Linked DNA regions of Mus musculus: regions 1, 2, 3, 5, 6 and 7 are each linked to region 4. The links are chromatin contacts, called in public Hi-C, HiChIP or PLAC-seq, Micro-C and promoter capture Hi-C maps. All regions are on one chromosome and are shown on one strand. The core of a region is the stretch at or near the end of the contact, and the rest is flanking DNA. Distances in the headings are between cores, read along the strand shown. Region 1 overlaps St6galnac3 (ST6 (alpha-N-acetyl-neuraminyl-2,3-beta-galactosyl-1,3)-N-acetylgalactosaminide alpha-2,6-sialyltransferase 3). Region 2 holds the start of Ak5 (adenylate kinase 5). Region 3 overlaps St6galnac3 (ST6 (alpha-N-acetyl-neuraminyl-2,3-beta-galactosyl-1,3)-N-acetylgalactosaminide alpha-2,6-sialyltransferase 3). Region 4 holds the start of St6galnac5 (ST6 (alpha-N-acetyl-neuraminyl-2,3-beta-galactosyl-1,3)-N-acetylgalactosaminide alpha-2,6-sialyltransferase 5). Region 5 overlaps St6galnac3 (ST6 (alpha-N-acetyl-neuraminyl-2,3-beta-galactosyl-1,3)-N-acetylgalactosaminide alpha-2,6-sialyltransferase 3). Region 6 overlaps St6galnac3 (ST6 (alpha-N-acetyl-neuraminyl-2,3-beta-galactosyl-1,3)-N-acetylgalactosaminide alpha-2,6-sialyltransferase 3). Region 7 holds the start of 1700012D16Rik (RIKEN cDNA 1700012D16 gene).

Region 1 (2,797 bases), core at 159-2,658, 370 kb after region 4:
GCATGGTTGTTGTTTTTAAAGGGGGACTTTCTAAACTAAGAACACCAGATATGTGATAGAGGTCCTGTGTGGCCTATAAAGCTAAATTATTTACTTTTCTGTCTCTTGTAGATAGATGGAGTTTGCTGCCTCCCACCTTAAAATATTGGTTTTCTCCCCTTTAAAATTTTAAAAGTAGTTTCCCAGTTCATACATTTACATAATGAACCTTTGTCAGTCACACCCCTGCCCCTCCTGTTGGAACTTTCTTCTCAGCCAGTCTCCCGCCTAGTCTCATATTTTCTTTTGGAGCGTAGCACACCTCGATAATTGGGTTCTTGCTTGAGTGGCTCTGGGGGTGGGATGTTATTTACTGGATAAACTTAGCGGCGGCTTCACCACTGGAGATGGTGACACCTTCTCTCCCAATATCTGTGAATTAGCGACAGTCCCTCAGAGAGGAATGAGTCCCTGGGGGGCCCTCTCTTATCCAGGATAAAATGTGAGAGGCCTAACCTTGTGCAGGTCTTGTACACAAAACCACAGCTGCGGTGACCATAGAGTGAGAGGGCGGGAGATGCACAGGGAAAAGATGTATTCTGGCAGGACATTTCCCTTTGCTCCTGAACTCAATACAGCTGCTTATGTTCCTACATCCCAAATTACAAAAGCAAGCAAGCAAGCAAGCAAACAAGCAAGAAGTACCCAGAATGTCTATTTTGGTTTGTTTAAAAATTTACAAAAATTCTTTGATACTACAGAATGTCCTTCATGGGTGAGGATGGCGAATCTTAGAAGACACAAGTTCACTGTAAAATGGCCTCGTGCAAATATTCAGTTCCTAATTTGCTGCTAAATGTTCGTCATGTTTAACTTACTGATCAAAATGTGTTTATTTCCTTATCAACAGACCAGAAAACAGTGTCAGTGACAACCGAGACACACAGAAGGTTCTGGCTGGGCTGTGAGTGGCCTCAGGGTGCGCTGCTATGCACTGCTTCCTAGGAGACTAAGATCCACTCGCCGATGTCACTCACCAGGACAGCCGGGGATGCAGACATAGCACCCACACCCACACCTCACAGAGGAGGGTACAAGACAAGGTACCCTCAAACTTGAACTCAGTTCCAGCTGACCAGAGAGTGGGAATGGCTGCCCCACTCTGTGACATCTCTAACCTTTGACCTTGTAACGAAGAAAAAGTCGTCTACAGACCTGTGCTTGAGAGCAACACGTCTGAATTACAGAAACATCATCACGAGTCTCATCCCACAATGTGTGCCGAGCTCCGGTCAAAGCTAAGACCATTTTGGCTCTCACTTTTTGCAGCTATCACACAAATTGGAGAAAAGCCCCATCTAGGGGCCCGTGGCCTCTCCACACAGCACAGAACAACAAAAGGAGCCTGTCTGCCTGGGAGAGCATTTGAGGACCCTACAAAAGGCCGAGTCTATCCACCGTGACTTAAAAAGCTGAACTTGGGGTTTTCATTTAATTCTGTGCTATGTAAAAGGTGACGGTCACATTGGTTGTTTGCGGCTTTCTTCACTTGCTCGGAGGGAGCCTTCTGTAACTAAAGTAAGTTTGGCAGGCTGGCTCTTTCTGCTTACACACGTGCCCTCTCCTCTCTTTCTCCCTTCCACCCACCTCACACTGATGTCTCCACTTCTGCGGCCAAAAACAAAGTTTTCGTGTATGTTTGGAAAGAGCTAGAAAAAAGTATGCTGGGCTAGACCCCCAGGGAAGAGCCTTCCATCTTTTTGTTCAAAGCCTCCAGAGGATCTACGGCTGACCCACCTTTGCTTCTGGCTTGCTCCTCTAGCTGCTCCTGCCTTACCCCTGTCCTGATGCTGTCACCATGCCTCATCCTCCCACACCTGCTGCTACCTGTCTTTCTACGCATCTCAGCAATGGCCCCAGTAATCTCCACTTCTGCTTCACACTTGACTGCGGCATGAAGAAGTTCCCCACACTCACAAGCTTCCAGCAACCACCACCACCACCACCACCACCACCACTGATCTCAGCTCAGCATTGCCCTTGGGCACATTCCATGGGCAATGGCTAGTCTCCATCCACGTGTCCTGGCTTGTGCAGCTTGGGTACCACAGTAATCAAGCTGGGTACTACAATCATCTGGTATCCCCATTGAAGTGGCTGAATCCCCTGGGGTCAGCCCGTCTGTCCCTTCCCATGATTCATCCTCCTTGGGTTTCTGATAGCTGGTCTTTGTATCCAGCATCCCAAGGACTTTCACTTTTTATACAGCAGCTATGGATTTCAGGAGGGCAAGGAAAGAAACTGTCATGTAACGTTTAAGCAAGGCTCAGAGTTGTAACAAGCATGGGAGTCTCTTTTACCCCGTGTTACCGGCACAACTCAGACTGAAAAGGCAAGGACAGACTCCACTTCTTCATGTCAAGCCTGTCATGTGATCATGAAAAGTCAAAGCATACACCACAGTGCGACAGCTTCTGCAGGACTCCCTCCCACCCATGAGCGTCAAGGTGGAGTCCCGCCTCATTTCTAGGCTACTGGGCAGGGTGGATAAGGATCTAGTTTGACTCTACAATCTACCTTGCTGATAGCATTGCAAATTTGCAGGACACAGAAAAGTCCAAACATGAAGCAGCTCTGAATGTAACAATCATTTATTCATGGGTATGGAGACTACCTTACATTCTAACTTCACGCTGTAGACCACACACATTTCTCACGATCTGAGACTTGTCATCACCCAGTGATGTGCCTCCCGTGGAGACTCTCACCTCGTGACAGTTTCTCAGCACCACAGAGCTCTCTATCCTCTCGTCAGACT
Region 2 (2,885 bases), core at 60-2,559, 310 kb before region 4:
GCGGATGCTGGATGCTGCTGCTAAGCCCAGCAGAGGCCAGCAACAGGAGTCACGCCTGTCTGGCCGCTCCCAGTCGAACCCAGTCTGTGTAGGTGGGCGCGAGGGCTGGCGCTGGAGGCTGGGAGGACCTTTCAAGCAACCAGCAAACGCGCTCGGGAGTTCATTGACTGGCCGCTTAGAGCTTCAGGGACCCAGGAGATAGCGCTGCACTGGATCGGCTGGGCTGTGTGTATATATGCGTGTGTGGGTTTTTTTTCTCCCTCTCCATCTTCATCCTTCTCCTCAAGCCGTCCCCCCCGGGAGAGTCGCTTCGTCCACGCTTTCCCTCCCCTGCAAGGGGTCCCAACGCTTGGCGCCTGGAATGTTTAGGACTCTGGAACCTTCAGTTTCCTGTCCTGCCTCCGTGTGGGCGACACTGGTCTCACCTGGCTTGACCCTCAGTCCCAGAGAGTGCTGCCAGGCCACGATCTGCTGTCCATTCTGGGTGCCCATCTCGGAGGGATACTCTGGGGACAGCCTGCATCCAGTACCCAGCTTGAAGAGGGAAACTTGATCCCAAGATACGGGTTTCGAAGCCTGCATTTGAAAAGGACCCGAGCGACCCGAGCGCACAAGGCGACTTGTCTGGGGCGAAGGGAACGGCGAGCCTCTGTGAGCGCCTTCATTAGGGACCCTACACCGGAAGGTGCAGCCGGGCACTGGCCCTCGGGACATTCGCTGGGGATCCTTTGGCCACCCCAGCCTCTTACCTCGAAAAGCTGAGGAATGTCCCTCCGGGCCAGGTACTCCTTGGCGTCGTTGGTGTTCATGGCTGTACGGCGCGCGTGCAGTGGGGAGCAGGAGGGGAAGCTCCCGAGGTTGGGGCTGGCGGGGCGCAGCCCTCACTTGGATGCGCTCAGGCCGGGGTCCCCTCAGCGACTCCCGGGCAGCTGTGCAGTCCGCGCTCCCGTCGCCCCCGCGTCCGCGCCGGTCCCCGCGCCAGCCAGCAGCGAGCAGCAGCGGCTTCCCGGGCGCAGGCAGCGCGAGCGCCAGGGGAGGGGCGCGGAGGAGGACCACGCGGCCGACGCCACCAGCCGCCGCCTCCCGGCTCTGCGCGCTCGGCCCGCGCCTCCGGAGCTCGCTGCGGCGGCCGCCAGTCACGCTGCGCGGGCGGGCGCGGGGCGCGGGGGTGGGGACGCGCGGGCTGCAGTCACTCCCCAGCCCGCAACGCAGCCAGGGCAGCCAGGGCACCAAGGAGCCAAGAACCGGGCGATTGGAGCTGGATACAGTTTTGCTTCTACACACACACACACACACACAAACACACACACACACACACACACACACACACACACACCAGACACACACACCAGACACACACACCAGACACCCCCCCACACACACACTATACAGACACACCATACACACTATAGACAGACACTCCCCCCCCCACAAACTTACCACAGACAGACACTCCCACACACACCACAGACGATAGACAGACAGACAGACACCACTTATCATGAGCTCCTCCAGGAGCTCTTCCAGGGGGGAAAAACCCAAGTCAGAGAATTCATATATTCTTAAGTTAATGGCCTTTCAGTGATAGGGAGTTGGAAGTAGGGAAAGAGGAAGGATTCTGTTGGGTCTTTTAACACTGGAGTACCCAGCCCTTAAGAAAAGTTGGAGCAACTTAAACATTTGAGTAGAAGGCCTGAAATCCTTAGCGTAAGATTTAGTGAGCAGTCAAAGAATCTTTTCTGCTGGGAGGAGCTGAAGGAGGAAGAGAGGACTGAGTGGTGGAGAGCTGGGGTCTGCTTTAAACTGCAAAGTGGTCACTGGCCCAAGGGCCATCAGAACGCCCTAACAGGAGACGGCTGGTGAGGTGTACTGGTGCCTACCCAGTTACAGACCAAGGTGCACCCATCCTCCCCACAGCTACCAAGATGACTCATTTCCCACAGATGTCTTTTCACTGCTCTTTGAGAGATGCTCTGGGTCTCCAGGGAATATGATCTCTAACTGCCTGCAAGGGCCCACTCTGGAGAGGGTATGTGGAAGAAAGGAGGCAAAAGCTACATACAGACTCCTGGCATCTGGGGTCTGGTAGAAACCAGCACTCTAAATGCTTCAAATTAAAAACTCACCATTTGAATGTCTGTTTCAGGATCTTTCCTTGGACCTATTTCTTGGTCCACATAAGCCGCTGTTGCTCAAGCTACAGCTTTATTTGAGCAGAGGGAGGGAGATCAATTTTTTTTTAAAGATTTATTTATTTATTATATGTAAGTACACTGTAGCTGTCTTGAGACGCACCAGAAGAGGGCATCAGATCTAATTATGGGTGGTTGTGAGCCACCATGTGGTTGCTGGGACTTGAACTCCGGACCTTCGGAAGAGCAGTCAGGTGCTCTTACCCACTGAGCCATCTCACCAGCCCGGGAGATCAAATTTTAATTAGCTCAATTTTGAGAATTAAATAAAATTTGTGAACATTTTTGAAGCCACATGCCATAATAATGTGTCATGTTATGGGGGCGATTTTTTCAGTTCTGAGGACATTGGTGTCCTCTGTGAGAATGTCTCCACTTATGTTCCTCTCACTTAGTTGACAGCAGGCTTTGGAGGGAGCCAAAGCCATCTCTGCCCTGTGCAATCATTTCCACAGTCCTTGGAAAATCCTAGGGCCTGGTGGCTTAGTCGACTTAGAAGCACACGGGACTGAAGAGGCCAGTTCCTGTAGGTCTTCTTGAGGTCCTTCTTTCCTGGGTTCTGTTGCTAGTGTTAGGGTTTGTTTTTGTTTCGAGGTGATACATGATTCTTAGTATCTTTAGTAAATCCAGCAAGTGACAGCAACAACCTAGTAAAGAGAGAGGGGTCAGAGAAAACACACTGTAGCCAGCTTG
Region 3 (3,004 bases), core at 332-2,831, 440 kb after region 4:
TTTCTCTTTCAGTTAACCCTTCCACTTCCCTGCTCCTGCCTGCCTACACCAAACCTTACATGAGTGTGCACACACAGGACATACCTGCTGTCTTCACCCAGGTGGGTGGGCTAGCTCACTTCACATGAGTGTGCACACACAGGACACACCTGATGTCTTCACCCAGGTGGGTGGGCTAGCTCATTTCACATGAGTATGCACACACAGGACACCCCTGCTGTCTTCACCCAGGTGGGTGGGCTAGCTCACTTCACATGAGTGTGCACACACAGGACATACCTGCTGTCTTCACCCAGGTGAGTGGGCTAGCTCACTTCACATGAGTGTGCACACACAGGACACCCCTGCTGTCTTCATCCAGGTGGGTGGGCTAGCTCACTGTAGGCTATCTCACTTTTCTAGGTTTCCTTTCATCCTCCTCACCAACCCTTCTGGAAAGTTCCATCACTCTTCTCCCAGTGTGAGCTGGGCGGATTGCTCTACCCTTTTTGAATGATAGATTGGGACAACTGCCAGCCCTTTTACATTTTAATCAGTATGAAGAATGAAATACTTAACCTTTACTCTTTTCCCTCCGAACAAGCTTACAGACAATTAAAATCTGTGAAATAAAACCTACAAACCAGTGTGGTTTCCCCAGCAAAAAGGAATAGTCATGGATGAAAGGTCACCTGTCAGCGACTTCCAGTCATTAAATCTCTGCATACATCACTAACATCGCTCAGTGGAAAACAAAGGTCAAAACATTAAATTATGAAACAGTCAGGATTAGAAAAGGTCACCAAGGAACTAAAGGAAATTTGACCAATGCTGTGAACGCCGGGGCCTAGCAGCAGGCAGAGATGGTAGGGAAGAGACTCGGAGAGAACTCTCACCCCGCTCTCTACCTCAGCCCCGTGCTGGATAGGAATTTCCATTTACAGCTTGGAACCTGAAAGGAAACTTGTCCACATCAAATAAAAACAGGAGCTTCGATAAATATTTCAGGACAAAGAACAAAAAAACCAAAAGCCCTTCATGCTTGAATCTAACCAGCAGCCTAAATTATTAAAAGCACTGCTTTGCACAACCCTAATAGTTGCTTCATTTCAGCTGAAGCAACGTGATATTAAGATGGGGAGACAGGGCCCTACTGCACCTTCAGTGTCTTCCAGGACAATTAGGGACCAGATGACTGCTAATTTACTACTTTAATGTTGAGACAAATGAGACCTTTGCTTTCATCAACCAATTTGAATGAATCAGAACAAAGCACGTAGGACAAGCCCTGGGGACAATCTCTCTTTCTGCTGTCATTTACGGCTTCACATCTCTAGAGTTTTAGTCTTAGAAGCCACACCACACACAAATAATGACGCCATCAGGGAATAGATTCTGCCTTTCCCCTCCTCCGTGTTCTTTAAGGCCCTTCAAGGGAGGGTACAAGAGACGCATTAACAAGCTGGCATTGTTTTCATTGCTTGACAAACTAAAAAAATGTATTTTAATTCTTCTTCCCTTGTTTCAGGAGTGATTAAGCAAGCTGTTTCCATCTTCTTTGAGTAACCTCAGTGTGCCAAGAACTGAGAAGATTGTTCTAGGGAGAAATCCGCTCAGCCAAGCCAGGCTGCCAGGCTCGGTTCCTCGTCCCTCCTCAAAGCTGCACCATACAGCTCCTGCAGCTTCCAGAGCTGTGGGTTTAAATCACCCGTGACGAGGAACAGCACATAAAGATACAGATTTGATAACCCGCTGTTTGGCTCCAACTCTCTCTGGATTTGGGATGTGGCATTTGCTTTGGTTTCTACCTGGTGGCATTATATCGAGACATAAAACTTAATATGGGGCTGCATAAAACTGTTAATGTCAAGAAATAATTCTACCACAGCCAACACAAAGCTGTGCTCTCGGCTGCCATAGTTGACATATTTCCCTTTAATTGAAGGTCCTCAAAGGTACAGACTTGTATAATCCTGAGGCATGCTGCAAAAGGAGCCTGCTACCTCCACCAGGGGAGGCAAAGAAGAGTCTTCTCAAACGCAAGATTCCCACCGAGGCCCTGGCTAAGCGACATAACTCATCGTCTACTATTACAACTAGGAAACACTGAGCAGGGGCCAGCTTCAGAGGCAACCTCCCTATGGATCTCTTCCTCTCCCTCCAGGAAGATAACTCAGGATTCGCTCTAATACACAATCCAGACTCTTCACAGAGAGCAAGAAAACTGGTACACGCATGGTCTCAGTGTCAGAGCATGTTCTCAGTGTCTATCAGAGCATGTTGCTCTCGGCTAGGGACAAAGATGTTCAATATGCCACCACAGCGTAATGACAGGGGATCGCTCATCAATAAGGAATAAACAGCAATGGCCACTACAGTCTAAAATGACCAGGAAATCACTCATCAATAAGGAATAAATAGAAATGGCCACCACAGAGTGTAATGACCAGGAAATCATTTGTCAATAAGGAATAAATAGCAATGGTGTCAAGGATGCAGGGAGAGGGGAGGGGGACCCTTACTCACTGCTGTGGGAAGTGATTATGTAACATATATGTGCAGATATATATATACAGACTATGTAAACATATGGAATAACAGTGAAGGGATGGAGAGATGGCTCAGCAGTGAAGAGCACTTGACTGCTCTTGCCGAGGTCTGGAATTCAGTTCCCAGCACCCACATGACAGGTTAAAAGCATCCATAGTCCCTGTTCCAGTGTATCTGATACCCACTGTTAGCCTCCTCCTGTACCAGGATGAAAGTCCATCCCATGTGAAGTTTATCCACGGGCTGATTTCAGGAATGGATCCGGAGGCTCTCCCTTCCCACTTCACAGGAAAACAAGAGACAATGTTTTAGACGATAACTACGGAATTCTGATGCACACATTTTGTTAATAGTACTGAGAAACCAAGAAAGCCAGGCCACTGAGTGAAGAAAGAAAGATATTGACGTAAAATCAAAATAAAAAGAAAGCCATCCCCATACAGCTTCCATAGATACAAATGCAATAGGCTGGGAG
Region 4 (2,927 bases), core at 200-2,699:
GAAACTGAACATCCATCTGCAGCTGCTATTACCGGGTGTCCGGATTCTAGACCAGGACCGATGGGGTTCAGGATCCACTCACATCATTCCTATTCCCTGATAAACTTTGCATCCTTCTTGGAATAGAAAGTCACAACTAGCATGCAGCCCTTCCTGCCCTAACTGGTGTACCACCTTCCTGCTCCCCCAAACTAACAGCTGCTCTGGTGGCTCACTACCCCAGGAAGGAGGAAGGATCAGGGGTACAGAGTGCCCAGGCTGAGCGGCGGGTGGGAAGGACGGCGCACAAGCTGTCACCTTGTGGTCTGCTACACCGAGGTATCCTTCGAGCTGCCGGGGTCCTGCGGGGGCGGTTCTACGTGGCTGGGGACTGCTCTCCACAAGCTGCGTGCTGCCAGTCGCGGTTGCCGCCTGCTGCTGCTGCTGCTGCTGCTGCTGCTGCTGCGGGGGCCGCTCCTTCTGGCTGCCGAGGCTGCTGTACACGAGCAACAAGCTGGTGCACATGGTAGTGAGCACTAAACACACTGCCAGACCATGGCGCTGCAGGCGGGCGGGGGAGAGAGAGCAGAAGACAGTGGCTCAGGGTGCACCAGGGAAGCTTGGCTCCTTATTGGCACCAAGCACAAGTCCGGAGCATCCGCCCCAGCCTTCCCAGCAGCCAGAGAGCAGAGGTGACACGGTCTTGCGCACCCGTCAGGGATGCTCCTGCATCGCTGCTCACAGCCCGCGTCTCACAGTGGAGGGCAGGTGGCGCGCGGTGACCAGTGCAAGGGTGAGCGCGTCCGCCCAGGGTACTTTGGGAAGGAGGATCTAGACTCCACCTAAGCTGCTCGGATTCCAGCCCTCCAAACACCCTCTCTTCTCGCCCCCCTGAGGCTTCCTGCAGAGATCCCCGCTAAGTTTGAAATCCGACAAGAAAACCAAGAAAGTCAAAGATGGTGCTTCCTCCCCGCCCCTCTGAGTTTGTGCCCAGCGGTCACAGTGGGACACCCTCCATCCCTGGAGAGGTCAGCCTGCTCCTCTGCTCTCCAGTCGCCCCTTGGATCACTCGCTAAAGATCCAGGAGCCCAGGCATCCCTAGCGCCCATCCCGGATTCCAAGCCAGGTAGAAAGTTGTCACCAATGACAGGTGACCTCTTGGCACAGAGATAGATACCCGGAGAGGCTTCCCCAACGGTCTAGGAGACCCAGAATCCCAGGGGTCTTTGCCTCTGCTTGGCAGAGTTGGAACAACAGACTCACCATCAGGGTCTTCATTTTGGGCTCCTCTTTTGTGCGGAATTCTCAGGCAAGCGCGTCCGGAGCCACTTTTTCTTGGAGGTTGTCCATGGTGGGTGATGGGGCGGAGGCTGCTCAGATGCTCACCTGGCAGTGACGGCAGCTGAGCGGGAGCAGGAGCCGCGGGACCGGGAAGCGCTGCTGTTGCAGAGATTAGAGGAGAATTAAAACTGAGCCGGACCCTCCGAGTCTTAGCGATCCACACACTGCCGCCTGCCGCCGCCTGCTGGGTCCTAGAGTCCTCTGCAGTCCCCCTCCCAACCCCCAAACCATCTTCTCAGTGAAGTGGAATTTCTGGGGCAAGACTGTTACCATAAAGGTGCACCCATTCCTTAGTTTGAAGATTTATTATCTTTGAATGGGGCTGTCAAGTTAAAAGGACGCAGAATCCAGTTTGATCCTGAACACGGTAGCCATTTGAAAATTTACTAAATTTTCAGGTTTGTGATTTTAATAAAGAAACAAGTTAGCCTCCCAAATGTCAATCGATCTCTTTAAATTTGCATTTGTGTTTACAGCCTGGCAAATGTGATCATGGGATTGTTTTCCTTAAAAATTACGCCGCTGTAATAATTTCTAGTTGTTTTCAAATGTCCTTTCCCTCCCTAATTCTGCTTTGACAAATCATTAGTCTCCTGCTTCCCTTGGACCGTACCCTTCCATGCAAATGGCTTCATTCATCATTTGCTCCCAAGAACACAATTTATATTTCTACTCAACCTGCGAAGTCCCTGGTGCTCATTTAAATGATTTTAAAGTTTTGGAAACACTCGGTGCATCCCATTCATGTGATTAACCGTGAACTGTAGAGTCTTCCTAATGTCAGTGAAGAAATATTAGCTGTTGAAGATAAAAAGTGATCTCGCATCCTAGGATCCTGAAGGCTGTGATTCGTCCCTCCTGCTGTCTGGGGCACTGGTGGCGTATACTTTCACAATCAGGACCTGGATTCCAGTTAAAAGCTGGATCATTGTTCAGTGCTGAGTTCAGATCAGTAGCCTGCTCTAAGTATGCTCTTGTCCCTACATCTAATTAGAGCAAGCATTTGTTAAACCTCTAATTTAGCTGAAAACGTATTTCAGCCACGTGACATTATTCAGTGAACATAGTCGTCTTAATGTCTCTCTTAACACTGTACATGTAGCCGTGTGAGGTTGAAGATCACATTAAGAACGATCAGCAGGCCACCTGAACCATGGGCAGGCACAGTGAGAGCCCTTGCAACTCCCCCTTTAATCTTCTCTAATCTACCGCTGGATGGATGGCACAACGGGGACTATTTTTAACGTATGAGGCCCATGTCCAAACTCTATTAACAAAGTTAAAATTATTGGTTCAGTAATGAGCATCCAGGAGACAGAAGCACACACCATGGAGCCTTTCGAGGAAAACACAAAAATTGGAAATACTATCCGATACTGCCAGCAGTGCGGTTAGCTATTTATTCAATGTGTGCTGTGGGCATGAATAGTGCCCGTTGTCTGGACAGGCAAGGCAGCAGGCAGAGGAGAATCTTATCGGGTCTTGGCAATTCTTTATTGTATGGCTGCACTTGACACTCAAATTAATGAAACAAAGGACCAACTTGATGAATCATTGCAAGCAGATTATCTGTGTTTCTCCAACACGGCTTTCGAGATGCAGCCAGA
Region 5 (2,812 bases), core at 62-2,561, 410 kb after region 4:
TATATATATATATATATATATATATATGGCATGCCACAGAATGGACAAAATCAGAGCCCCAGGTTCTAGTCCTTGAGACTCTTCGGGCTAAAAGGCCATAGGAGATCCTTCACAAGGAAGCAGTGGACCACACTGCCGTGGGTGTCCAGAGTGGGGGAGGCACAGCAGCCAGCGAGCAGTATACCAGCCTGGCAGAGGTTCCTGGAGCAAAGCCCCACAGAAATGCATGGACTTCTGGCAGAGTCACTACATTTGTTTTGATCTTAGCTTTTCTTGCCTGTAAAATAAATGCGCTGGACTCATTTTTAGCTCCCCATCTCCTCCCCCCCTTTCTCTTCGCCCACTAGACTTGTTTGTGGAGATTCTTGAGCTATATATGAAATCTCAGAAAGTTGAGCAGGGATAGTTTAATTTTTCCCCCTCAATACAGAACCTGACTGAAACATTTGCCTTCCAGGCTTTTGAGCAGAACTATATTGTTTCAATATGGGCTCCCTAGTTACCAGAATTTCTGATGGAAATTGTATTTGTCTTAGATTTAGGAAAACAGAAAAACAAATTAAATGCTAACTAGCAAATACATCATTTCTCACAAATCACACCATTCAAAGCATAAAGTTCACTTTGGAAAAGTCACACCAAGGCATACTGCATTGCATGCCCCTCAGCCCGAAGAATCTCAGGGACTAGGTTAGGTCAGGGCATGAGAGATCTAATCCTAAGAGAGCCTGGCTAACACTGCTTCTAGTGTTAATGAGCTACCATCCCTCAAAGCCACATCACTCCCCTCAAGGACTGGGTGATGCTGTGTGTTAGGTTCACTCTGAAGGACAGGATAGAGCGTCGAGTCCATCCGCCCTTGCCTAAGTCTCTCATAGAGTAAGTGGAAATTGCAACTTGTCACACAGTAGTAAATGACATCTGGAAAATGGAGTTTGATGCCCAGGTCAGAGAGGGGTGGTAGGGGGTGTTGCCAGGGAAGGGCTCTCTGACAAGGTGTCATCTGAGTCAAGGCCTAAGAGAATAAATGAAGGAGAAAACTCCTGCAGCTATCTGGAGATGTCCCAGAAGTATTGAATTATGGGGTCTGTGCTTTTCAAAGTAGGAACATGATTCATGTGCATTATCATAAGCTTTACTTAAGCTAACATATTTATGAGTTCATATTCTGGGCAGACGCCGGGCTTTAGAAGTACATGGTCTTGATTTCCTAACGGGTCTGTAGGGAATTCAGATGCAATCTCTAGCCCATGGATTGCCCATCTGTGAGGTAGAGCCTAGACTTCAGCATAAGACTTCTTTTTTTTTTTTTTTTTTTTTTTTTTGCCTCGAGAATCCATCTCGGCTCACTGCATATCCTTGGGGGCAGCATCTTTTTAACTCACGCTGGGATTTGCTTCGTCTTGGCCAGGTTTCTCAGCTACTTTCACTTCCTACCTACTGACATCCTGATGAGTGTTATTTATAAATATTAAAAACAAGGAGGTGAGACCGGATGTAGAGAACCTGCCTACACATGCCAGAGCCTCAGCCAGAGAACGTGTCTCAAACATCAACAGCGCCTCTGCATCTGGACAATGTCTGACACCTACTTATCACCCAGGGAATATGTGCTCGGGAGACATCTGCAGAAGGCATGAATGAAGCTACTCTCTGAGCTGCCTATCAAACCCAGGAGCGCCCCTCCTTAGTAGAGGAGCTTAGTAGGAGTGCATGTGGGTGTGTTAGTAAGCAGGATGCTCTCTATCTTTGATGAGAAGGGATGCAGCTGCCTCAGCTCCTAACAGACGCTTGAATGCTTGCATGTGCACAGACCCTTCATAGAAGCGCACTTTAGAAATGGAAGCCATATGTAGCTGTCTCTTGTGAGACTATGCCGGGGCCTAGCAAACACAGAAGTGGATGCTCACAGTCAGCTAATGGATGGATCACAGGGCTCCCAATGGAGGAGCTAGAGAAAGTACCCAAGGAGCTAAAGGGATCTTCAACCCTATAGGTGGAACAACATTATGAACTAACCAGTACCCCTGAGCTCTTGACTCTAGCTGCATATGTATCAAAAGATGGCCTAGTCGGCCATCACTGGAAAGAGAGGCCCATTGGACACGCAGACTTTGTGTGCCCCGGTACAGGGGAACGCCAGGGCCAAAGGGGGGGAGTGGGTGGGTAGGGGAGTGGGGGTGGGTGGGTAAGGGGGACTTTTGGTATAGCATTGGAAATGTAAATGAGCTAAATACCTAATAAAAAATGGAAAAAAAAATAAAATAAAAATATCATTCAAAAAAAAAAAAAAAAAAAAAGAAATGGAAGCCATAGATGATCACCAAACCTCACTTGCACTACAAAGTTGTGCCTCTTTTTTGTGATTTCTGGACCTGTGGATGTGCTGACAACCGAGTTAACGTCTCTGAAGGAGGGAGGATTGCCGCCTCTCATCGTCCCCCTCGCTATAATTTACATGACTTGATGGAATTAGACTGTTATTTTCATCACGGTGATGTGCAAAATCATAAAATGATGTGTATTTTGGGAACACCTAATTAGTTCTCCTTAGTCCCTGTGAGGTTTCAGTTATGGCTCTGAGCCACGAGAATATCAGAGAGGTCTGTGCATCTTGCCTTAGCAACCACAGAGACAGTCCAAGGACTTGAAAGGAAAACTCCCATAGAAGGCAGGGGGGACGAGACTCGCAGTTCACACCGTGCTGCCTGCTCAGAGGCCTTTTATATCACATTATAAGGGATGAATTTACAGCTGAAGCCTCTATTAATCATCTCGATGGCAGGATTACAGACACGGACACAAAAAGTCC
Region 6 (3,022 bases), core at 510-3,009, 480 kb after region 4:
CTGTGTTTGTTTCTTAAGGCGGAGTCAGGAGAACAATGCAGGTATTTAGGGATCACAAACGATGTCCTTGGATACAGATGACCATGGCTTCGATATGAAAAATGATGCATCTAAGTCAAACTTACCAGGCAGGTGTCTGTTTCCCTTCTGTATTTCCAAGAGAAAAGACTGGAAGAGAAAACTTCCACAAATGGAGACAAACACTAAGCAAGAGCCTGCAGGCCAGTGGTCACCATTGTGGGGGTCTGGACATGTTCCCCATGGGGTCAGGAATATGAGTATTCAGTATTCAGTCCTTCCTTGGTAGTGCTGTTCCGGGAGGTTATGAGGAAGTGCAGGCTTGCTGGAAGAAGGCCATGGCTGAGATCTGGCTGTGAGTATTCATAGCCACACCCACCTGCAGCTTGCTTTCTCAGTTTCCTGTGCTAAAGATTGGATCTCTTGGGTTCCTGCTTTGGCTTCCTGCTGCTAGGCAACCCTCACCAACCCACACACTTATTATGCATTTCCCTCTCTGGAACCAGGAGCAGGAATAATTTCTACCATCTGTAAGCTGTTTTAGGCCATGGCATTTTATCACAGCAACGGAAAGGTAACTAATACACACACTCATCCATACTTAACAAAACCCACTCTTTAAGATAAACAGCCTGCAGCCTCTGCCCTGGGGGCATGATGACCCCTTCCTCCAGGGAAGATGAGCCTCTGAGATGTCTGTGAGCATCTCATTATCCTGAAGAAATCCTTGTGGGTGGCGCCAATCCCTAGGCTGGGTTTGAGAAGCAGAACACAGAGAAGGGGAGGAAGAAACAGCTATGCACACTCACTACTCTTTGACACCTGATCATGAATAGGACGTGGCCAGATGCCGCTTGACTTCCCGTCATGGGAGACTGCACCCTTGAACTGTGACCCTTGAACTGTAGACCAGAATAAATCATTTTCCCTGAAAAGTTGCTTTTGGCAGAGACTCTGTAACAGCAATAGAAGCCACAGTGACACATCCCTCCCATGCCTCCCACTGCAGTTCTGTGCAAACTATCTTGGCCATGTGAGTGATGCTGTAGCAAAATGCATACAAATCAATCAATCAATCAATCAATCAATCAGTCAGTCAACCAATCATGCTGTTCCCCAGGGCAACATGCAAGCAACTATTTCTTGACAATTAAAATTTAAAAGTTTAGTGGCTAAGGAGATGACACGGTCCATAAAGTGCAAACATGTGGACATGGATTTAGTATCTAGAACCCATGGTCTTACAAAAGAAAGATTGCGCTATGCTTACTGTTTTAGCACAGGCAGAGGGATCCCAGTCTGATGTCAGCCTGGGCTTTAAAACAAGGGTGTCTCAGGACAAACCAGTAAACAAACAAGCAAACAAGCAAACAACGGGATAAACACGGAATTTAAAACCCGAATGGAAATGATGGAAGAGGACTTGTCAGTGCACGGCGCTTCATCAGCCTGCTCTGCGCATCACCAAAAGCTTTCGCCTCTGCTTCCTGCTGCCAAAGCCCACAAATAGACAAGGATATGCTCCGAAGCCTCACATGCCAAGTTAAGAACACATCTACGGGGTCATCCGTGCCTGAGGCTAGGAAGAGAAAAGCGTGTCTGGTACTCAGTGTGGGCTTCAGGTCACATCTCTGTGACCGGAGAGTCTGTACTCAAGACCAACTCTAGAAGGGATGAACCACCTCGCTCCCCTGGAAAAACAGTAGCCAGAGAGGGAGCTGTTCCTTAGGAGAGTTTGTTTGTAGCTAACAGAGGATAAATTATTCAGGAGCAACAGCCTTGTGAGCCCTGTAATTACTGCCAAGTAACTGAGACTATTGACCTACAAAATGCAGATCAAAACCCAAATCTGCATTTCAGACAAGATTCCTCTCAGGATCTAGCACACTGTGCTGCCCAAGTGGCTGCTTTGAAAACCAAAACAGGAAGCAGAAAATACTGTCACTCAAAAGATGTCACTTAGGGACAAAGAGGAGCTCAGGTGCCAGAGAATAAGAAGCCCTGGGCTCAGCAGCACACCCTCCCCAAGCAGATTTACCTGTACCAAACCCAGACTCCAGGGCTCAACTCACAGCTTTCTGGCCTCCTAGGGTCGTGCATGTTCCACATCTGCTCTGTAAATCCTGTGGACAAGCTTTCCTTTTTCTAGACCGGCCTCTCCACCACTTCTCCCCAGTCTGTATTGTTCCCCCAGTCAATGTCTGCCTCATGCAACTTCCTCAGCGAACTCTTTCTTTCCAATAAAAATAGAAGCATCAAGGCTGGGAATGGTGGTGTAGGCCTTCTATCCAAGCACTTGGATCTCTGTGATTTCGAGGTCAGACTGGTGAACTTCAGGATAGCCTTAACTACATAGAGACCTTGTATAATTAAAAAAAGGGGGGAGGTGAGGAGGAGGAGGAGGAGGAAGAAAAAGAAGAAAACTTAAAAACAAAAGAGATGAGAGAGGCATCAAATCTACAAATCTACTTCATTTCTTAAACACAAACAATTTTGTTACATATCCAGATGTGATCAAAAAGATCTATTCTAGTAAATTTGGCTTCATTAGTAAAAAAAAAAAAAAAAAATAGGCTTTCAAAGGCATCCTCTGTTCTCCATGTAAGTCATTGCACTAGTTAGTCTTCTGTTCATGTGATACAATGTCACAACTGAGTGTAACTTAAGGAAGAGATTCTTTACTTATTGCTCATGGTCCCCTTGTGTGTGGTGGGTGGGTGTCGGGTGGGGGAGGCATGACACCAGATGGCAAGAGCAGGAAGCTGGGAGCTGGGGGATCCCAAACTCATTCCAAAGCACAGAGCTCAATCTAGAAGTGGGATAGCTATAAGCGCTCAAAAACAGTTCAGGAACTCATTTTCTCCATGAAGGCTACACCTCCTGAAGGTTCTATAACTGCGGAAACAGTGCCACCAACCAAGGACCAAGCACCAAACACTCGTGCCTGTGGGGGACATTCCTCATTCAGACACTATAACCACACTCCTACCAATCTTAGAAAACC
Region 7 (2,700 bases), core at 149-2,648, 320 kb after region 4:
CCGTCCCAGACAAGGGAGATGCGTTTGATATTTGTACAACTCATGTTAGAAGACACAGTAGCCCCAGCTTTTGCCTGCCACAGGTAATCCCCTAAATTAGGATGTAAATAGTGGAAGTAATCTTTTCATAGCAGGGCCTGCATATTGAGCACTTGTGTCACACTGGAACCTGGTATCAGTCTTGTGGCACTGCTCACAGCTTGGATGTGACAATGTAGGAGAACATTGGCTTGTCTCTGAGAGCATAATGTTATATGTTCTAGATTCACACTTGACAGAGAACAGAGAGCCCAGCCATCCTTCCAGCTTGCCCTTCCAGCTTGGACATGTTTGTTAGCTTTTGCCAATCTGACACAAACTAAAGACACCCAAGAAGCAGGAACCTTGACTGAGGACTTGCTTCCGTTAGACCGGCATGAAAGTAGAACATTTTCTTTCTTGTTAGATAATGAGGAGTGCCCAGCCCACTGTGGGCATTGCCACTACAGGCAGTAGGTCTGGGTTGTGCTAAAAAAATGCAGCTAAGCAAGCCATGGAAAGCAAGCTGAGAACCAGCTTTCCTCCACGGCTGGTGCTTCAGTTCCTGCCCTGGTGTGTGATGTGGAAATGAAAGCCAAGTAAATCCTTTTCTCCCCCAAGTTGGGTTGCTTAGTGCTTTACCACAGCAACAAAGGCAGTGAGAACACTGAGTGTGTTGACGGCTCCAGGATGAAGGCGTCCGTATCTAAGCACAAGGCTAGGTCATTCTCTAGGGATTGTTCCTTCTGTCCGTTTGGAGACTTGGGCACAGTGGGGAAATGGCCTATGTCTTCACTTCTGCTTTTGTAGCAGGAATTAGTAAATAGCCTTTAAGCCTGATATTACAAAGTAGTGTTTTGGAATTTCACCCTAAATTTCTGTTATGATAAAACACATAACCATGTACCCCTATGAGATTCACCAAGGCAGTGTGTCCTGAACTGTGCCCTGCCACAGAAGCATTCAGCTGCTCCCCACCCTGGATGGCAGTAGAGATGCTGAGCTTCGTGCCTGCCCCGGGAGGTGTTTAGTGGCCTGATAATTCATTTAGCCATAGGACTTTCAAAAAATATGGTTCATTTTTTTACAAACGTGAAGAGTCTTATGTGGCTAGAGCTGAGGACATCTGTTTACGGGGTAGAGGAAGACAGCCGGAGTGTGGTGAGGGAAGGTTTGAAAGCCTCAGTGGCCTCGGAAAGGGCACATGTCCCCATGAAAAGCTGAGCAGTTAGCCAGACCACAGGCATTCATAGTCGATCGCAGAATAACTTACTACAGACATTCACAGTGGAATGTGAAAAAACTTACAACATGCTTGGAGGAAGACAACAGGGAGATGCTTTAAGGAGAAGTCTATTGCAGCGGGATATCCAGCACTTCTGAACGACAACTTTGACATGCAGGTGAGAGAAAGGACCAGGTGCTTGGGGCGGGGCTCTGAGAAGCAATGTGGCAGTGTGAGGAAATAAAGGGGAACCCAGGAGGGGAGGGAGGGAGGGGAGGGGCCTCTCCCGATGGGATCCACCTATGTCATCTTGCAGCCCTGTTGGAGGAATGGATCAGTACTGACGGCCTCTGACTTGAAGTCACAGGGCAGGACCGACCTTTTCTGTCCCTCCTCTCCATGTTTATTGATTCCTCCTTCTCATCACCCTCTGAGCCCCATAGGTATAATTTTTTTAAATCCCTCCTGCTTCGGTCCATCCTTTCTTCTGGATCCCATGCTTCCATCCTGTGGTTCTTCTGGGTGCACGATGCGTCGTTTTTTTTCCCCCTCTTTCATCTGCATTTCTATATTGACATATTGGTGGCTCCTTCCCAGCTGCCAGCCTTTCTTAAACATCTCTACTCTGTGAACAGCCCACTCTAGAACCCGAACTTCCTAAAGCCACTGTCCCATCTGCTGGGCTCTTCCCTCCCACCTGAAGTTCTCCACTAGGAAGGACTCTGCCCACGCGCTCTCCGCAATCACTTTCTGACGGAACACAGACACCACTGCAGACGCGGATCTATACAAGTGGGACGTCATAGATCTTCAACCTTGAGGTTAAATCTCTATAGGTCCTTGTTCTGAACCCCACTACTTTTCATTTCAGTTTTGATCATGACACCGTTCTGAGCCTCTGCTACTCTGACCTGTGTGAAGTGATGCTGTCTCTGACCGCTTCCTCCCAGAATGCACCTGTGGCTCTCCTTTCTGTGTACTCTCCAGAGCTGGGTCCCTGGATCCATCTTGTTTCTCCTCTCTGGGTTTTAACTATCACTTCTGGGTCTCTACTTTACAGGTCAGAATTTCCTTCTCAGCCCTGTTGTTTGCAGTTCATAGTATTACTTTCATTTATTGTTGGCTACTTCTACTCCATGTCATATAGGAACTTTAAAATGAACACAATGAGAATAATCATACTCTTTGTCTGCATGCCTGTGCATATTATGTGTACTTTACAATGCACATTGTTCAATTAGTACATTATAAACTGGAGGGACACCCATCCTCATACCATCATTCCGCACGTTGGCCTTTCTTAGGTCCTCTTCAAGTCATCCATCTTTAGTCCACTCATCTATTCCTGCCTAAGTTGAAGCTCTTTGCCTGGATCGCAGAAATACTTGACTACCTAATCTACCACCCACAGTCCCTGCTTCAGGGAATGCCGACACCAACACAAGTCCCCACATCTC

The links. Promoter capture Hi-C pulls out the DNA fragments that hold promoters and counts their contacts. Hi-C and Micro-C count contacts between places; a contact is called where the count stands out from the background. HiChIP or PLAC-seq counts read pairs in DNA pulled down with a chosen protein or histone mark.
Region 1: an H3K4me3 HiChIP or PLAC-seq map of embryonic hindbrain shows a contact between it and region 4, with 4 times the contacts expected there. The contact joins the enhancer-like site here to the promoter of St6galnac5 in region 4. A contact is called at or near these places in 1 of 39 promoter capture datasets (liver), 1 of 484 Hi-C or Micro-C datasets (cortical neurons) and 8 of 115 datasets of contacts at active chromatin or transcription factors (astrocytes, embryonic basal ganglia, embryonic forebrain and 5 more).
Region 2: a Micro-C map of embryonic stem cells shows a contact between it and region 4, with 3 times the contacts expected there. The contact joins the promoter of Ak5 here to the promoter of St6galnac5 in region 4. A contact is called at or near these places in 2 of 39 promoter capture datasets (pre-B cells and stem cell-derived epiblast-like cells) and 1 of 484 Hi-C or Micro-C datasets (embryonic stem cells).
Region 3: a Hi-C map of cortical neurons shows a contact between it and region 4, with 2.9 times the contacts expected there. The contact joins the enhancer-like site here to the promoter of St6galnac5 in region 4. A contact is called at or near these places in 3 of 39 promoter capture datasets (embryonic stem cells, hematopoietic stem and progenitor cells and second pharyngeal arch cranial neural crest), 2 of 484 Hi-C or Micro-C datasets (cortical neurons and nephron progenitors), 8 of 115 datasets of contacts at active chromatin or transcription factors (SST interneurons, embryonic forebrain, embryonic hindbrain and 4 more) and 3 of 9 other capture datasets (embryonic stem cells, liver and pancreatic islet).
Region 5: a Hi-C map of the N1E-115 cell line shows a contact between it and region 4, with 6 times the contacts expected there. The contact joins the enhancer-like site here to the promoter of St6galnac5 in region 4. A contact is called at or near these places in 4 of 39 promoter capture datasets (the 3T3-L1 cell line, frontonasal cranial neural crest, hippocampal neurons and 1 more), 3 of 484 Hi-C or Micro-C datasets (the N1E-115 cell line, cerebral cortex and cortical neurons), 5 of 115 datasets of contacts at active chromatin or transcription factors (embryonic forebrain, embryonic stem cells, forebrain and 2 more) and 1 of 9 other capture datasets (embryonic stem cells).
Region 6: a contact with region 4 is called in a promoter capture Hi-C map of hippocampal neurons, with 11 times the contacts expected there. The contact joins the enhancer-like site here to the promoter of St6galnac5 in region 4. A contact is called at or near these places in 4 of 39 promoter capture datasets (the C10 cell line, hippocampal neurons, liver and 1 more) and 11 of 115 datasets of contacts at active chromatin or transcription factors (SST interneurons, embryonic basal ganglia, embryonic forebrain and 6 more).
Region 7: an H3K27ac HiChIP or PLAC-seq map of SST interneurons shows a contact between it and region 4, with 4 times the contacts expected there. The contact joins the promoter of 1700012D16Rik here to the promoter of St6galnac5 in region 4. A contact is called at or near these places in 6 of 39 promoter capture datasets (the 3T3-L1 cell line, the SN4741 cell line, embryonic stem cells and 3 more) and 8 of 115 datasets of contacts at active chromatin or transcription factors (SST interneurons, VIP interneurons, craniofacial prominence and 5 more).

The regions. Positions count from the first base shown.
Region 1 is chr3:153,350,648-153,353,444 of GRCm38.p6, forward strand. The region is part of intron 3 of St6galnac3 (ST6 (alpha-N-acetyl-neuraminyl-2,3-beta-galactosyl-1,3)-N-acetylgalactosaminide alpha-2,6-sialyltransferase 3); the gene reads right to left. Among named protein-coding and RNA genes, the nearest start is that of 1700012D16Rik, 53 kb to the left of the region's middle. Within about 2 kb of position 1,409, at least 7 of the 459 cell types and tissues checked have an H3K27ac peak or open chromatin away from gene starts, as enhancers often do.
Region 2 is chr3:152,667,051-152,669,935 of GRCm38.p6, forward strand. Ak5 (adenylate kinase 5) reads right to left here and starts at 1,310. Exons shown (of 14, transcript NM_001081277.2): 1 at 750-1,310. The coding sequence starts at 809. AI115009 (expressed sequence AI115009) reads left to right here. Exons shown (of 4, transcript NR_040386.1): 1 at 1-782.
Region 3 is chr3:153,420,455-153,423,458 of GRCm38.p6, forward strand. The region is part of intron 2 of St6galnac3 (ST6 (alpha-N-acetyl-neuraminyl-2,3-beta-galactosyl-1,3)-N-acetylgalactosaminide alpha-2,6-sialyltransferase 3); the gene reads right to left. Among named protein-coding and RNA genes, the nearest start is that of Gm46831, 87 kb to the right of the region's middle. Within about 2 kb of position 1,582, at least 3 of the 459 cell types and tissues checked have an H3K27ac peak or open chromatin away from gene starts, as enhancers often do. A contact at or near this core is called in cortical neurons, where this site is marked.
Region 4 is chr3:152,980,761-152,983,687 of GRCm38.p6, forward strand. It overlaps St6galnac5 (ST6 (alpha-N-acetyl-neuraminyl-2,3-beta-galactosyl-1,3)-N-acetylgalactosaminide alpha-2,6-sialyltransferase 5), which reads right to left and starts at 1,450. Exons shown (of 5, transcript NM_012028.5): 1 at 1,243-1,450; 2 at 298-540. The coding sequence starts at 1,257. All of the region lies in intron 3 of Gm46830 (a long non-coding RNA gene), which reads left to right.
Region 5 is chr3:153,395,295-153,398,106 of GRCm38.p6, forward strand. The region is part of intron 3 of St6galnac3 (ST6 (alpha-N-acetyl-neuraminyl-2,3-beta-galactosyl-1,3)-N-acetylgalactosaminide alpha-2,6-sialyltransferase 3); the gene reads right to left. Among named protein-coding and RNA genes, the nearest start is that of 1700012D16Rik, 98 kb to the left of the region's middle. Within about 2 kb of position 1,312, at least 6 of the 459 cell types and tissues checked have an H3K27ac peak or open chromatin away from gene starts, as enhancers often do. A contact at or near this core is called in the N1E-115 cell line, where this site is marked.
Region 6 is chr3:153,456,997-153,460,018 of GRCm38.p6, forward strand. The region is part of intron 2 of St6galnac3 (ST6 (alpha-N-acetyl-neuraminyl-2,3-beta-galactosyl-1,3)-N-acetylgalactosaminide alpha-2,6-sialyltransferase 3); the gene reads right to left. Among named protein-coding and RNA genes, the nearest start is that of Gm46831, 51 kb to the right of the region's middle. Within about 2 kb of position 1,760, at least 30 of the 459 cell types and tissues checked have an H3K27ac peak or open chromatin away from gene starts, as enhancers often do. A contact at or near this core is called in SST interneurons, forebrain and hippocampal neurons, where this site is marked.
Region 7 is chr3:153,297,251-153,299,950 of GRCm38.p6, forward strand. 1700012D16Rik (RIKEN cDNA 1700012D16 gene) reads right to left here and starts at 1,399. Exons shown (of 2, transcript NR_126464.1): 1 at 1,327-1,399. All of the region lies in intron 3 of St6galnac3 (ST6 (alpha-N-acetyl-neuraminyl-2,3-beta-galactosyl-1,3)-N-acetylgalactosaminide alpha-2,6-sialyltransferase 3), which reads right to left.